Regions from separate parts of the Rattus norvegicus genome. Here all the other regions are linked to region 1. The links are chromatin contacts, called in public Hi-C maps. All regions are on one chromosome and are shown on one strand. The core of a region is the stretch at or near the end of the contact, and the rest is flanking DNA. Distances in the headings are between cores, read along the strand shown.

The links. A called contact is a pair of places that touch in the nucleus more often than the background predicts.
Region 2: a contact with region 1 is called in a Hi-C map of the A7r5 cell line, with 4 times the contacts expected there. The contact joins the enhancer-like site here to the promoter of Dyrk2 in region 1. A contact is called at or near these places in 2 of 12 Hi-C or Micro-C datasets (the A7r5 cell line and prefrontal cortex).
Region 3: a Hi-C map of mammary epithelial cells shows a contact between it and region 1, with 2.8 times the contacts expected there. The contact joins the enhancer-like site here to the promoter of Dyrk2 in region 1. A contact is called at or near these places in 7 of 12 Hi-C or Micro-C datasets (the A7r5 cell line, frontal cortex, liver and 3 more) and 1 of 1 datasets of contacts at active chromatin or transcription factors (oligodendrocytes).

Annotation. Positions count from the first base shown.
Region 1 is chr7:56,246,903-56,251,421 of GRCr8, forward strand. It overlaps Dyrk2 (dual specificity tyrosine phosphorylation regulated kinase 2), which reads right to left and starts at 1,758. Exons shown (of 3, transcript NM_001108100.2): 1 at 1,308-1,758; 2 at 738-886. The coding sequence starts at 1,356.
Region 2 is chr7:56,068,222-56,072,740 of GRCr8, forward strand. No RefSeq gene overlaps it. Among named protein-coding and RNA genes, the nearest start is that of Dyrk2, 180 kb to the right of the region's middle. Within about 2 kb of position 2,475, at least 5 of the 93 cell types and tissues checked have an H3K27ac peak or open chromatin away from gene starts, as enhancers often do. A contact at or near this core is called in the A7r5 cell line, where this site is marked.
Region 3 is chr7:56,426,548-56,431,066 of GRCr8, forward strand. No RefSeq gene overlaps it. Among named protein-coding and RNA genes, the nearest start is that of Cand1, 180 kb to the right of the region's middle. Within about 2 kb of position 2,049, at least 5 of the 93 cell types and tissues checked have an H3K27ac peak or open chromatin away from gene starts, as enhancers often do. A contact at or near this core is called in liver, where this site is marked.

The sequences.
Region 1 (4,519 bases), core at 508-3,007:
GCTGAGGAAAGGTACAAGCTGAAGTCAGCCCAGCTCCCCAGTCTCTGCAGCCACCAGTCCCAGGCTCCGCACTCCCCAGGGCCTCAAGGGACTGCACAGCCCTTGTCAGGTGCCCTTCCCTTGCCACCTACAAAGCAAAGCCGGCCCTTTCCTTTTGAGTCAATATCCACGCTGAGAATCCTACAGTGGTGGTTGTTTTGTTTTGACTACTGCTGTAGCTCTTATTTTTGTTAATGTTAATTACAATTTCTGCTGTGCTCAAACCTGTAGCTCTCATAAAACATGCTTACACACGCGGGGGACAATTGGCGGGTGCTCCCTGCTGGCTGCAGCCAGGCCTCTGAGGCTCTTTGGGGGATCGATTTTCCGGGCAGGGTAGCCTAGCTGTCCCCTAACACATACGTTTCTATAAATATCCACTACCCCTGGGGTTGGGAATAGATGTTTACCGGCCGGGGAAGGGAGCTCTAGGAAGCACAGATGAAAAAAGGGGGGAGGGGGCGCAAGGAGGAAGTTCCCAGGAAAAGGAGCTCTGGTGTGGGCGAGCTTCAGAGGGAAGCGAGGGGCCCACGCCACGAATCTCTTTTGTGGCAGCAGCTCGGGGCTCGCCCAAGTTACAGAGGGCGGCGTCGAGGACAGGCCCCTGCCAGGGGCGTGGAGATTCGGCCCTCTCTTCCCACAGCAAGAACCCAACAAGCCAGGGGTCTGCCCGGCGCCCTCCCAAAGCCAGGTCTCACCGTGTGGGATGTAGTGGTAGCGTTGCTGGCCCGGAGAGGCGGCAGGGCGATGGGGGAGGGTGGGCCGGTCCCCACTCCGCTTCGGGGAGCCCCCGCGCCGATCCCCGGGGAAGCCTGAAGCTGGCGAACGGCGGTGTCCCCTCCTCGGCCTGGGAGCCACGCGCGGGAGGAGACAAAAGAGGGTCAGGGTGGGGAAAGAGAGCTACCCAGACCCCCGCCCCCGCCCCGGTGGGCAGAGAACCCCCTCTTCCAGGGAGAAGATGGAAGGAGACACCCGGCCCGGGAAAAGCCGGCGGCGTGCGGGAAAGGAGGGGGGTCGGGACGCGGCTCCCCGGCGCGCACCCGCCAGCTGCAAAGTTAAGTTCGCGACCCGGAGGGGAGCAGCGCTGGGCCAGAGCTCCGGAGCCCACGTCGCCGGGCCGGGGGAGGGGAGGGCGGGCCACCGAGAGGGCGCTGCGGCGGGGTCGCGCTCCGGATGCCCCTCGCTCAACCCGCCGGGTTCAGGGATCCCGGGGCACCAACACGCGCAGCCCGCGCCCCGTGCCGCCGACAGGGTCCCGGGGCCCTTACCGGTCGGGTAGGCGGCGGGAGCGGCGGCCGAAGGTTTCCTGGTTAACATGGCCGCGGGAGAGGAACGTGCATGGCAGTGCTGCCCTCGCCGCCGGTCCCGCCGCTACTCCTCGCCGCCGCCGCCGCCGCCGCCGCCTCCTGGTCGCCCCTCACGCGGGTCCCCCGCGCCTCGTCGCTTCCTCTCTCCCGCTACAGCCAGACACACGCAGTCCACTGCATCCCCTCGGCCCGGACCCGCCGCCGCGAGCCCCCCGCTCTCCTCCTCGCCTCCGCCGTCCCCCTCGTCCTCGGGCGGCTGCTGTACCCCCCGGCCCGTGCACATGCCTCGCCCTCCCCTGCCGCACCGCTGGCCTCCCCGACTCCCTCACATCGGGGCCGCGGGGAGCGGGCTGCGGCCGCCGGGACCCACTCGCTCGGGAGCCTCCTCCCGGGCCTGCGCGCGTTCGCGCACACTCGCACACACGCTCGCCCCCGCGGCTCGCGCCCGAGAAGGCCAGCCCCGCCCCCGCTGAGGCCCCGCCCCGGACTCCCCCGGCCCCAGCCACACAGGCTGGCGGCCACCCCACCCCCACCCGCCACCCCGGGAGTCCCACCCTCTCCGATCTTCCGCAGAGCCGTCCTCCGCTCCCAGGAAAACTGCGGCTCGGGCTCGCCCTGCGCCTCCCCTGCGGCCATCTGCCCTCTCCCCGTGTCCCCCTCGCCCCTGCGACGCCCCTCCCTGCCCTACCGCGCAACCTACCGCGGCCGGCCTCCTCCCGAAATTGCTGCAGAGACCCCTCCCTCTCCCATCACGCCCCTAAACACCGCCCCTAATGGCTGCTCCCAGACAATACTGCGGCCCCCCAGCCCCGGCCCCTGTCCCTGTCCCAGTGGCCCAGCCAACCCCTCTCCCCAGTTTTATCATGGAGAGAACTTAGTTGTATGAGGGTCACCTCGGAAAGTCAGGCCCCGAGGAGGGACTGCGGCTGAGCTTGGTGACCCAAGCATGGACGAAGGAAGGGGCTGCCCTTCCACTTCCATCTCGGCCACGCACGCCCTCCCTGATTCACTGACACCGAGTGACCGCTGCCCTCCAGTCTCTAGGACAAGGGGAGGCAGACAGGCGCCTGTGGACCGCAGCTGAGGTAGCAGTTGGCTGTGGGTTGCTAGGCAAAAATAAACATCAGAGACGCCTCCCATTTCCTTACAACTCGAAGCCTTTCCCCAGCGCGGCCACTGAGACAGACACACCTTCCTTTCAGCTCTCTGCTGCACTGGGGCGACACCTCTGATTCCCCACATCCTCGGAGGAAAAGATTCTTTTTTTCTTTCCCTTCCCAGACACGTGGAGAATTTCCCTGCCCTATTCATTCGTGGGCTACAGCCTCTGCTTCCCAGAAAGAACAGCATTTGTTTCTCTGTCGCACACCTATGCTTTGTCGTGCGTGGCACACTTGGGCACCTTTGTCCACTTGAACAGTCAGGTGTGGAGCGAAAGCTCGAAAAATCCCCAGCAGATAGGGAAGAAAGTTGGACCGCGTCCAGGCATGCACTTCCTTCCTGGGAGGTGCCTAGTTTCTGAACTGCTCCTGGAGTCCTGTGTCCATCCCTTATTGCCCTGCTCCTTGTGTCTTCTCCAAGTCCCAGAGTGCTGGCCCCAACTAGAGCAGACTTCAGTCTAGAGGGAGCTACCTCCTGCAGAGTTGTACAGGCTATGCTGTTGGCAAATTGTCATAGCAACCTCTTGCAAAGATCACCTCAGCTTTAACCAAATGCCAAAAGGACGGGCCCACATTACAGTGTGACCCTCTAGGGCGCCTACAGAGTAATAAGAGGAGGGCACACTCCACCTTCGAAGAGAATGACAGAGACAGAAAGGAGAGAGACAAACACAGGCAGAGACACAGAGAGACAGAGACAGCCTAATTTTCTTCCTTTTGCAAGAAAGTAGGGACGCAGTAGTGTATTAATAATCGGCTCATATCATAACCTAAATTGCCCCTAGCAAGAAATTCCTCCGTGTGATGATCACCTTCAAACCCACACAGGAAGGCTTGAGTAGCATTCAGACTTAACTAACAGAAAGCGGGTAGTAAGGAGCGGCTACAAGGCTACAATGTATCTGAGATTCCCAGCTTAGTCTCACTGTTGCTCTGCTTATAGCCTGTGCACTGTCAAGAAAACTCGGGAAGTGTCCCCCCCTTACTCTTCTAAACAATTATTTCCTTCCCATCTTACTTTGAGTACTCAGCATATGACTAATGTTTCAAAAAATATTGTTCTTAAATATCAATTTTGGCATCAAGTTATCTGTACAGTATTTCAAACACCATTGCTTCAAAATTAAATGAATAAGAAAAATCATAAATAAGGATACTAATAGTACAGGTATGTTTTAGCTCTACTTCCAAATTAATGATATTAATAGATTAAACATGAGAGAAAAGGAACACTTTCTTTTTACAAGGAAAATGATTTGCTTTAATTAAGGAAAAAGATATATGTCTCATTTAATGAACTTTAAATAAAATACCTTTTACTCTTTGACAGTTTCATAACAGTGTATTTTGATCATACCCACCCCAACTCTCCATGCCCACCACACACTCTCTCTCTCTCTCTCTCTCTCTCTCTCTCTCTCTCTCTCTCTCTCTCTCTCCCCCTCCTGGAGCCTCCAGCAACCCCCAACATGGTTTGGAAGGTGGAAGATCACAACTCTCTGTCTCCCTACACACACACACACACACACACTCACACTCACACACACACTCACACACACTCACACACACTCACACACACTCACTCGCACACACTCACACACACTCACACACACACACTCACTCACACACACACACTCACACACACACACACTCACACACTGAGAGACACATACACACACATACACACACACACTCACACACACTCACACACACACACTCACACACACACTCACACACTGAGAGACACATACACACACATACACACACACACACTCACACACACACACTCACACACACACACACTCACACACTGAGAGACACATACACACACATACACACGCACATTCCAATTCTCATTGAACTACACTCTATGAGATATTAGAAACCACGTAAATCTAAAACGTGATCTAAGCTTTCAAGGAGCTCCTAGAACAGAGCAGGACCAGAAAAGTCACCTTTAACAAACACATCAGTTGGGGTTGAGGATTTAGCTCAGTGGTAGAGCGCTTCCCT
Region 2 (4,519 bases), core at 1,225-3,724, 180 kb before region 1:
TATGGAACAGCTGGACCATCAGCTCAGGGATGGCACCGCCCACAATGAGCCCCACCCCACACATCCCCCTTGATCATTCATTGAGAAAATGCCTTACAGCTGGGTCTCACAGGAGGCATTTTTTCAAGGGAGACTCCTTTCTCCGAGATAACTCCAGCTTGTGTCAAGTTGACACACAGAGCCAGCCAGTACAGCAGAGAAAACAAGAAAATGGGTGTGATTAGTCACAGGGACAAAACCAGGCTAAAGACCAGTTGCTTTGGCTATTATTATTACCCAAAGGATGACCTCCCTGTGATACAGCAGACGACATTTGATTCAACTCTTTGCTTGAACAGATCTTAAAATAGATGTGGCAAAATACAGTAACACAAGTGAGAGGGATATCTCAGGAAGCAGGGAATCACAGCGCATGATCAGATTTACTTTGTGGTGCTGGTAGAGTCCCAGATGCATAGACAGTTCTCACAAGCTCAGCTCGCAAGGCTAACGCTGAGGTGATAGCTTTAGATGCTCTTTCCACTCGTTGCATTCTCTTACTGAGGAAAAGGACTAAGGCAGACATGGCAACCTCCAGCAGTCCGGCTGTGAGGATGGGATGCACGGGTGGTGCCCGATGATCCAGTCACGAGTCCACAACAACGTCCATAGACCAGGCTGCCCTTCCCACGGTCTGCTTGCAGCCAATGACTTCCAAAAGCAGAGAGACGGCAGCTTCGCTCTCATACAGTTTCTTGCATTTCAGAATGTGTGACTTTGACTCTCATTGACTTAGCCAAAATGTGGTTGTTATGGGAATGTTACGTTCTGCCCATTCACCCTTTTCTTTGCTCCCACGCAGGGTTTTAGCCAAGCATCCCGGTGTCCTTTACTTCTCCCATTTGTAGTTCTCCCAGTAGATCTTTTAGAGGACCGAGGGTTCTCCGAAATGAGTTTGTCCTCTAGAATAACTGTCAAACAATAATAGCTAATCAAAGTGGGAACATCAGAAATTTGTCTCCAGAAACCTGAGAAGTGGAAGGGAGATACGAAGGCCAGAGCTGCGGAGCTCAGACACCGTTAAGGGCCTATTGATAAAAATGTCCACCGACTTTGAGTGTCCTAGTGCTCGACATTGACTCTAGAATTTTCTCCCGGTGTAGTCTGTTTGGAGCTAGCTCTTTAGAACTGTGTGATGTGGGTCTAATTTCCTTCATCCTCTTTGTTTTGCCCAACCCAGCCCCAGTAAATTTCCGTTACTTACAACTCTAAACTGTTACATTGAGAAAACTGTCCGGAGTGCTGACATGTCTTTTTTGGTGCTGCAAAGGCTTTAGCCGGCTCCTTTCCAACCCTTGGATGCACTTCTATGGTACTGAGTTTTGCCCTCTGCATAGAGGCTTTATTTTTAAATTGTGAATGTTTGTTTCAGGGCAGTTAAACATAAATCTCAAATTCCCAAAGTAAAGTTGAAAAGAAGATATGACTCACGGAAAGGACATTTTAATAGTCAGAAGTTATAGGGAGGCATCTGTCCCAGATCGGCTCCTAAAACTCAGACATAAAAAGGTGCCCAGAATTCTAAAAGGACCTTGTGACCTTCACTGAGTGCCTCGGAGGAGATCAGAAAGGAGCAGATCAGATCAGTAACAGATCAGAAAGTAACAAAGCTGTCATTTCTAGCTGTATTTTAGGGAAGAGAGTCACACTATCGAATACTGACTTAACAAACACTAACTATCCTAACCACTGAGGCACAATCAGAAGATATGAGTCTGACATCTCGAAGGCAGCCTTTGCTTCTACCTGCAGTGGTGTATTTCTAAATGTCCCTGAGATACACACTCCTACATGGTCTAGGCTCCCTGGAGCACTCTGGATAAGTGACTCTGAGTCCCACTTCACGTTCAGTGCTAATCTAGGAACCAGAACTACAGCTGGAGTGGAAACTCTAGAGCTTTAAGAACCTGCCTCAGACATCCATTTGACAAAAGGCCACTTAGGAGCAGCTCATCTCTTCTGAGTCTTTTGAGAGAGATTTGCATTTCTCCACATGGATGTTCTGAATGACTCCGAAACTTAACAAAAAGTATTTCTAAGTGTTCCTTAAATCCTTTCTCTAACCTGCTCACTGAATAGCAACCCATTGACTAGGTTTAGGTGGGGGTGGAGGGAGGAGCAGTATGAGCCCTCATAGACACGGAAGCTCTTATCAAAGGACGTGGTCTAAACGGAGCTGAATATGAGAATCTGTCTGGCCCTAAGGGTTCCCGCAACAGTTTACAAACGTGTTTGAACACTAAATCAATCTGTGATTCCTGTGCCTGAGAGGCAACCTATTATGTGGACACTGTCTGTCCTGTGAAGGGAGGCCCAGAGCCCTCCTTTTCAGCATTAGATATTTTCCATTTGTCCTGGGAATGTGGCAGGGAACAGTGATTGGTCATCATCTGTTTAATCTCTGCTGACAGAAGGAGAGGGAGGCCATGGTTTTTATTTCTGGCCTGACTTACTTCAGTCTTAATCTTTTTTTGGAAGCAGAGGAAACATGGCAAACAGTCTGGAACATTCTTTCCTGCAGACTCAGCAGAGAGCAAAGAATACCTTTCCCTCAGAGGCCCAGTGACATATATTTTATTTCAAGGGGGATATGGAGCAAGGTTAAGACTTGTCTGGTCTGTGTGTAACGTTTATACTGCCTACTAGTGTTACATCTCATTACCAAAGACCTGCTGTCCATTTGCATGCTTCTGGGAAGTCCGAGATTCTAAAAGGCCCTCTTGCAGGGAAGTCTCTGGGGGGGGGGGTCGTCTGTGCTCCATGGGCCAGCTAATTTATGCTAATCACATTACTCTGAACCACTGATTTCTTCTTTTCTTAAGGGTTCTATCAGTACTTCATCTCTTGCTTCGTCATGGGCTCCGTGGTCTCTCCTTTAAATATTCTACTAAAGACAGCTAGGACCAAGCAAGAAGGGGGAGCAGGAGGAGGAGGAGGAGGAGGAGGAGGAGGAGGAGGAGGAGGAGGAAGAGAAATCAATTTTTCTTAAAGACAAGCAATAATGTATGACTCCTAAAAGGGGGCAGCTTAAATCCAGATTGTGACTGGGATATAAATACGAGTAGCTAACGTTCAGGAAGGAAGGCAGGGAGAGGGGTAGGGAGAGTGGGGAGGGAGAGAGAAAGGAGGAATAGAAGTAGAAGGGAGAGGGGTAAAGAGAGAGGGAGAGGGAGAGAGGGGGAGGGAGAGAGGGAGGAGGGAGGGGAGGGAAAGGAAGGGGGAGGAAGAGGAAGGGGGAGGAAGGGGGAGGCAGAGAAGGAAGAGGGGGGAGGAAGAGGGAGTGGGAGGGAAAGGGGGAGAGAGGGAGAGGAGGTCTCCCTTCTCTCTCAGGACCATCTATGTCTTGTCACTCTTGCATCATTCGGTCACATAGGTATTCATTTTAAACAAGCGTTACCCATGAGCGTGGGTGCTAGGTTTATTCCTTCTCTCAGGAATAACTGACCACTCCTCTGTGAGGTCTCTGCGCACACAGCACTCCCCAGCAGAGGTCCCACAGTCCAATGGTCCTGTGGGTGAAGAGCGCTAGTGAACCACTCACCAGATGCTACTTTTATGTTTGGGAACTTCAGAGTGCACTGGCATCAGCGTAACTACACAGTTAATACACAGGCCATGCACACTTGGAAACCAAAAGCCGAGTTTCTTTAGTCCCAGTAACAGAGCTGTTTATTTCTGTCTTTTCCCAAGGACTCACCATGAACAGGATTCAATGGGACTGACTATTCTCAATTCTCCAGGATTCCATTCTCCTTGGTGGATCAGGCTCTTCCCTCTCTTGTCTCTCTCTATCTCTCACTGTCTCTCTTTGTCTCTGTCTCTGTCTCTGTGTCTCTGTGTCTCTGTGTCTCTGTCTCTGTCTCTGTCTCTCTCTCTGTCTCTTTCTCTCTGTCTCTGTCTTTGTCTGTCTCTTTGTCTCTCTGTCTGTCTCTCTCTGTCTGTCTCTCTCTCTCTCTGTCTCTGTCTCTCTCTCTCTCTTTCTTACCTCTTGTCCTCAGGTTTTTCTTTTATAGTACCCATGTCTACGAGCCCCACCCTTGTCTTTTGTGACCCACTTTCCTGTCTTGTGAGGTTTGATGAGAAGCTACTTCTTTTCTAGAAACGTTCTCTTCAGAGAACTGATGGCTCACCCCACACTGTATCATGTACTAACTTCTTTCACACCATATGTCTTATTTGTTATTCTTGTTCAGGTTTTGTTTTTTAATTCTCCATTAGACTGTGGAGTCCAGAGTCATCCAACTGTATCCCCCACCATGTATTTTAGGGCAGAGAGCTAGGTAAGTATTTGGAACGGGGCGTCGAAGGAAAGGTCCACTCCAGCAGAAAGGATTGAGCCTAACTTGTTTTCATGATATCAAAATCGAAGACAGTGACATGTGTACACAGAACTACTTAATCTGGTTCAATTGCATGAGACATGTTTTTTTATTTTCTTCCTTCTGAGGAGAGATTGGAAGTAAATAAGAGACACAGCCCG
Region 3 (4,519 bases), core at 799-3,298, 180 kb after region 1:
ATGGTCCTCCAGTCATCTGTAGCCTTTGAAGACCCAGAAGGCCTGTAAGCTTGTGCTCAGGGCAGATCTTGTCCCATCTCCCATTCAAGCACACCAACCATTCTGGCCATGTGGCTTCTGCTATGCTATCAGGAAGATGTCAGGAATTAGCTAAAAAATTCATCCGACAAGGGCTTTAAATACATGATGTGCAATAATCAGTGTGCAGGGCAGAGAGGTCAGGTCAGGTAAGAAGGTATGCGTGCCAGGTGCCGGGGCAGTCTATGAAACCCATCTCTGTTTGGGCTTTCAGTGACGCTTCATCTCGTTAAGGGGTCAGGATCACGTGAGTCTCCCAGAGTCAATCTGGCGTTATACCAGAAAGGTTCGGACTTTCCAAGGTGGATCCATTGAGGGTCCTGGGTTATGTGACCCACCAGGAGAAACACAAGGGACTCTCAGGGCACAGGATGGTGAAATAAGAAGCTAGAACCACCTACTATCATAGGCCGTAGATCTGTCCAAGTGAATTGCGGCATTGAAAATGACACAAATTAGTATTTCATTTCTTGGTGACATGTCACCAAAACGATGCTGGAATGTTCTCTGTGAGGGCCCCCCCCCCCCCCGCCCACCAAGGGCACTGCACTTAGGCTAAATAAGGCTCTCCTGAGATATGTAATTGTCAAACTGCCTGGCGCCATCTAGAAATGCCTACCTATTGGCCGAACTTTGTAGAAGCCTTCCACTTATAACCCCTACCACTAGCGGCATCGGTGATATTTCAAACAATAACCCCTAAACATGATGGTTCTCAAACGTGAAATCTTGTTACTGACGTCACCATCCTCGCCTAAGAGAGGCGCTCCCAGGCTCTGCTCCGGGTCTCCCTGGAGTCATGAATTTCTCTGCTGTCTTCAGTCAAAATCACGAGTTTTACCGCCACCCATGTCAGTGATAATTTACCCTCCCATGGGCTCTTGCTGTGCAGACTCCTTCACGTGATTGGTAAGTTTGGGCTAGAAATAGTTCAAGATGTCCTGGAAGGACATTGCCCACAACCCATTGTTCTGTCTTTTCAAAACTCTGGTTTAATTCTTCACTTTTTCATATTTTCCTTTTGATTCCAAGGGCAAATCTAGTAATATGGGTGTCCTCTGGCTTCCACAGCCTCTCTTGCCTGAGGGTTTTAAAGCCTCACATGGAACCCTTAATTACTCCTCTCCTGACTCTCCCTTCCTCCCCCTTGTCCTGGGAAAGGGGCTGTGGTAGGGAATAGACAGCTTCTCCGCTGGTGTAAAGCCTGCCTAATCTACTACAACTTGTTAATCGTCAATTAAAATTGCCCAGAGAACTTTGAAAACTACCAAATGCCTGGTTTTCCCTCCCAGCGATTAAATCAAGAATTGGGAAGGCCCAAGGCTGATATATTTTTAACTCTGCCGGCGGCCGAGGGTTCTAATGGACATCCACAGTTGGGAAGCACACTGTGAGCCATGGTTCCCCCCGGGAGCTACTGCTACAGTCAAACATCAGCTCACGTGGTGAGGCCACTGAAGAATACACAAGATTCTCCAACCCTGTTACTCAAGTTCTCCCACTCAGAACCTCTTGCCTACTTGGCCTCTCCCCAGTTTGAGGCAGAGTTTCCCTTATCAAAGCGACGCCTGAGATCACAGGGCTGTCCTCTGCCCCCTCCGTGAGCTTCCCCACGCATCTCTTAGGAGTCACCACTTGAGTTACTATCACTCATTCAGAAGACAGAACTTTGCTTCTTTCTTTCTGTTAATCATTTCCCATTTTCCCAAGGTGATTCAGAAACCCAGAGCTCACTGACAGAGTGTGGGCAGCTGTGTGGGCCTGTGGAACCACCTCCCGTTAAGCTCCGAAACTCGGCAGCTGAGAAAGGCAACAAGGAAACTCAGTTTTTATCCAATCATAAGGGAAGCGCGAGAGGCCTGTTTCCGCAACCACCGTCTGATTGATTGAGGACTTGAGCAATGCTCAAACTCTCAATCAGTTCTGGCTGTTCAGTCCTTGTTTGTCAGTCATCCGCTGGGAAATCGCACGCTACTTTTCAAAGCAGTGGGTTGGAACGTGTTGTTGCATGTGGAAACCACATCAGCAGCCACACCGGGGATAAGAAGTCCAGCTACACAAAGAACCCATGCAACTTTCCTGTCTCCTGGCCAACTGAGGCAGGACCAAGTGGAAACCTCCACCTTCTAAGAACCTCCGCCTTCTGAGGTTGTCTGGACCCTTGCCAATCAGCATAAACTCATTCATTCATTCACTCATTCATTCATTCTCCCACTTATTCGATAAACATTTCCTTGGACATCTTCTGCGTGGCAGGTGCTATGCTACAAGCCAGGGCTAGACTGATGCATCGGCCCCCAGGAGCTACAGTCCGCTGGCAATCATATGCATGCATAACGGCCTTCACAAAAGAGCCTGGCCCTCCCCGCTTTGCTTTTCTCCTGTCTCTTTGGCTAAAATCTCTTCAGCCCTTTAGATCTTAAGTAAAGTGTTACTTCATCCAAACAAAACCTTTCTTGACCTATACAGTGAGCGTCAGATGCCTTGCCCGCAGGATTCCACAGCTCTGCAAGCTCATTGTAGGAGTTCATTTAGTTGTTTCTCAGCAGCCTCTGGCTAGACAGTGACCTAAGGATAACCGGCTCCTCATGTCCATCTCCAGTGACCCCATTCCTCCCTGCATGCTATGGGGATTCAATCAGACAAGTCTGACTGAAGACCCACAGACCACAGGCCTGTGACCTTGGCAAGCCACGAGGCAGCCAAGTACAAAATAATCAGCATGAAACATTATACGTTTCTTGTTTTGGAACTGGACTGTCTGATTCTCTTCTGTGGACTCTGTGGATGATAGCATCTACTTCCCACAGCCAAACTGTTGGCTGCACCGGCTTGAACGGACAATGGAGTGAATGATAGCAATGTCCAGAGTCAGTGAGAGTAGAGGGAAGACCCCCAAAGACTCCACTGGGGAGATATGACTGCTAATCAAAAATCACGACTAGAGCTCTAGGACCGGGCACGTTCTGTGTTTACCGGAAGTCCCACACCCGCGGATCCCGGCCCGCAGCAGCTCTCTGCTCCCAGACCCGGTGAGAGAGAGACCCAACCGCCTGGTCAGGTGGGCACTCCTGAGGCTGCAGAGCGGAAGAGACCACCAACACTGCTCACCCCTGCCCACATCCCTGGCCCAAGAAGAAACTGTATAAGGCCTCTGGGCTCCCGTGGGGGAGGGCCCAGGAGCGGCAGGACCCCTGCCAGAGACACCGCCGGACCCTGAAGGAAACAGACCGGATAAACAGTTCTCTGCACCCAAATCCCGTGGGAGGGAGAGCTAAACCTTCAGAGAGGCAGACAGGCCTGGGAAACCAGAAGAGACTGCTCCCTGCACACACATCTCGGACGCCAGAGGAAAAAGCCAAAGACCATCTGGAACCCTGGTGCACTGAAGCTCCCGGAAGGGGCGGCACAGGTCTTCCTGGTTGCTGCCGCTGCAGAGAGCCCCTGGGCAGCACCCCACGAGCGAACTTGAGCCTCAGGACCACAGGTAAGACCAAATTTTCTGCTGCAAGAAAGCTGCCTGGTGAACTCAAGACACAGGCCCACAGGAACAGCTGAAGACCTGTAGAGAGGAAAAACTACACGCCCGAAAGCAGAACACTCTGTCCCCATAACTGACTGAAAGAGAGGAAAACAGGTCTACAGCACTCCTGACACACAGGCTTATAGGACAGTCTAGCCACTGTCAGAAATAGCAGAACAAAGTAACACTAGAGATAATCTGATGGCGAGAGGCAAGCGCAGGAACACAAGCAACAGAAACCAAGACTACAATGCATCATCGGAGCCCAATTCTCCCACCAAAACAAACATGGAATATCCAAACACACCAGAAAAGCAAGATCTAGTTTCAAAATCATATTTGATCATGATGCTGGAGGACTTCAAGAAAGACATGAACACACTTAGGGAAACACAGGAAAACATTAATAAACAAGTAGAAGCCTACAGAGAGGAATCGCAAAAATCCCTGAAAGAATTCCAGGAAAACACAATCAAACAGTTGAAGGAATTAAAAATGGAAATAGAAGCAATCAAGAAAGAACACATGGAAACAACCCTGGATATAGAAAACCAAAAGAAGAGACAAGGAGCTGTAGATACAAGCTTCACCAACAGAATACAAGAGATGGAAGAGAGAATCTCAGGAGCAGAAGATTCCATAGAAATCATTGACTCAACTGTCAAAGATAATGTAAAGCGGAAAAAGCTACTGGTCCAAAACATACAGGAAATCCAGGACGCAATGAGAAGATCAAACCTAAGGATAATAGGTATAGAAGAGAGTGAAGACTCCCAGCTCAAAGGACCAGTAAATATCTTCAACAAAATCATAGAAGAAAACTTCCCTAACCTAAAAAAAGAGATACCCATAGACATACAAGAAGCCTACAGAACTCCAAATAGATTGGACCAGAAAAGAAACACCTCCCGTCACATA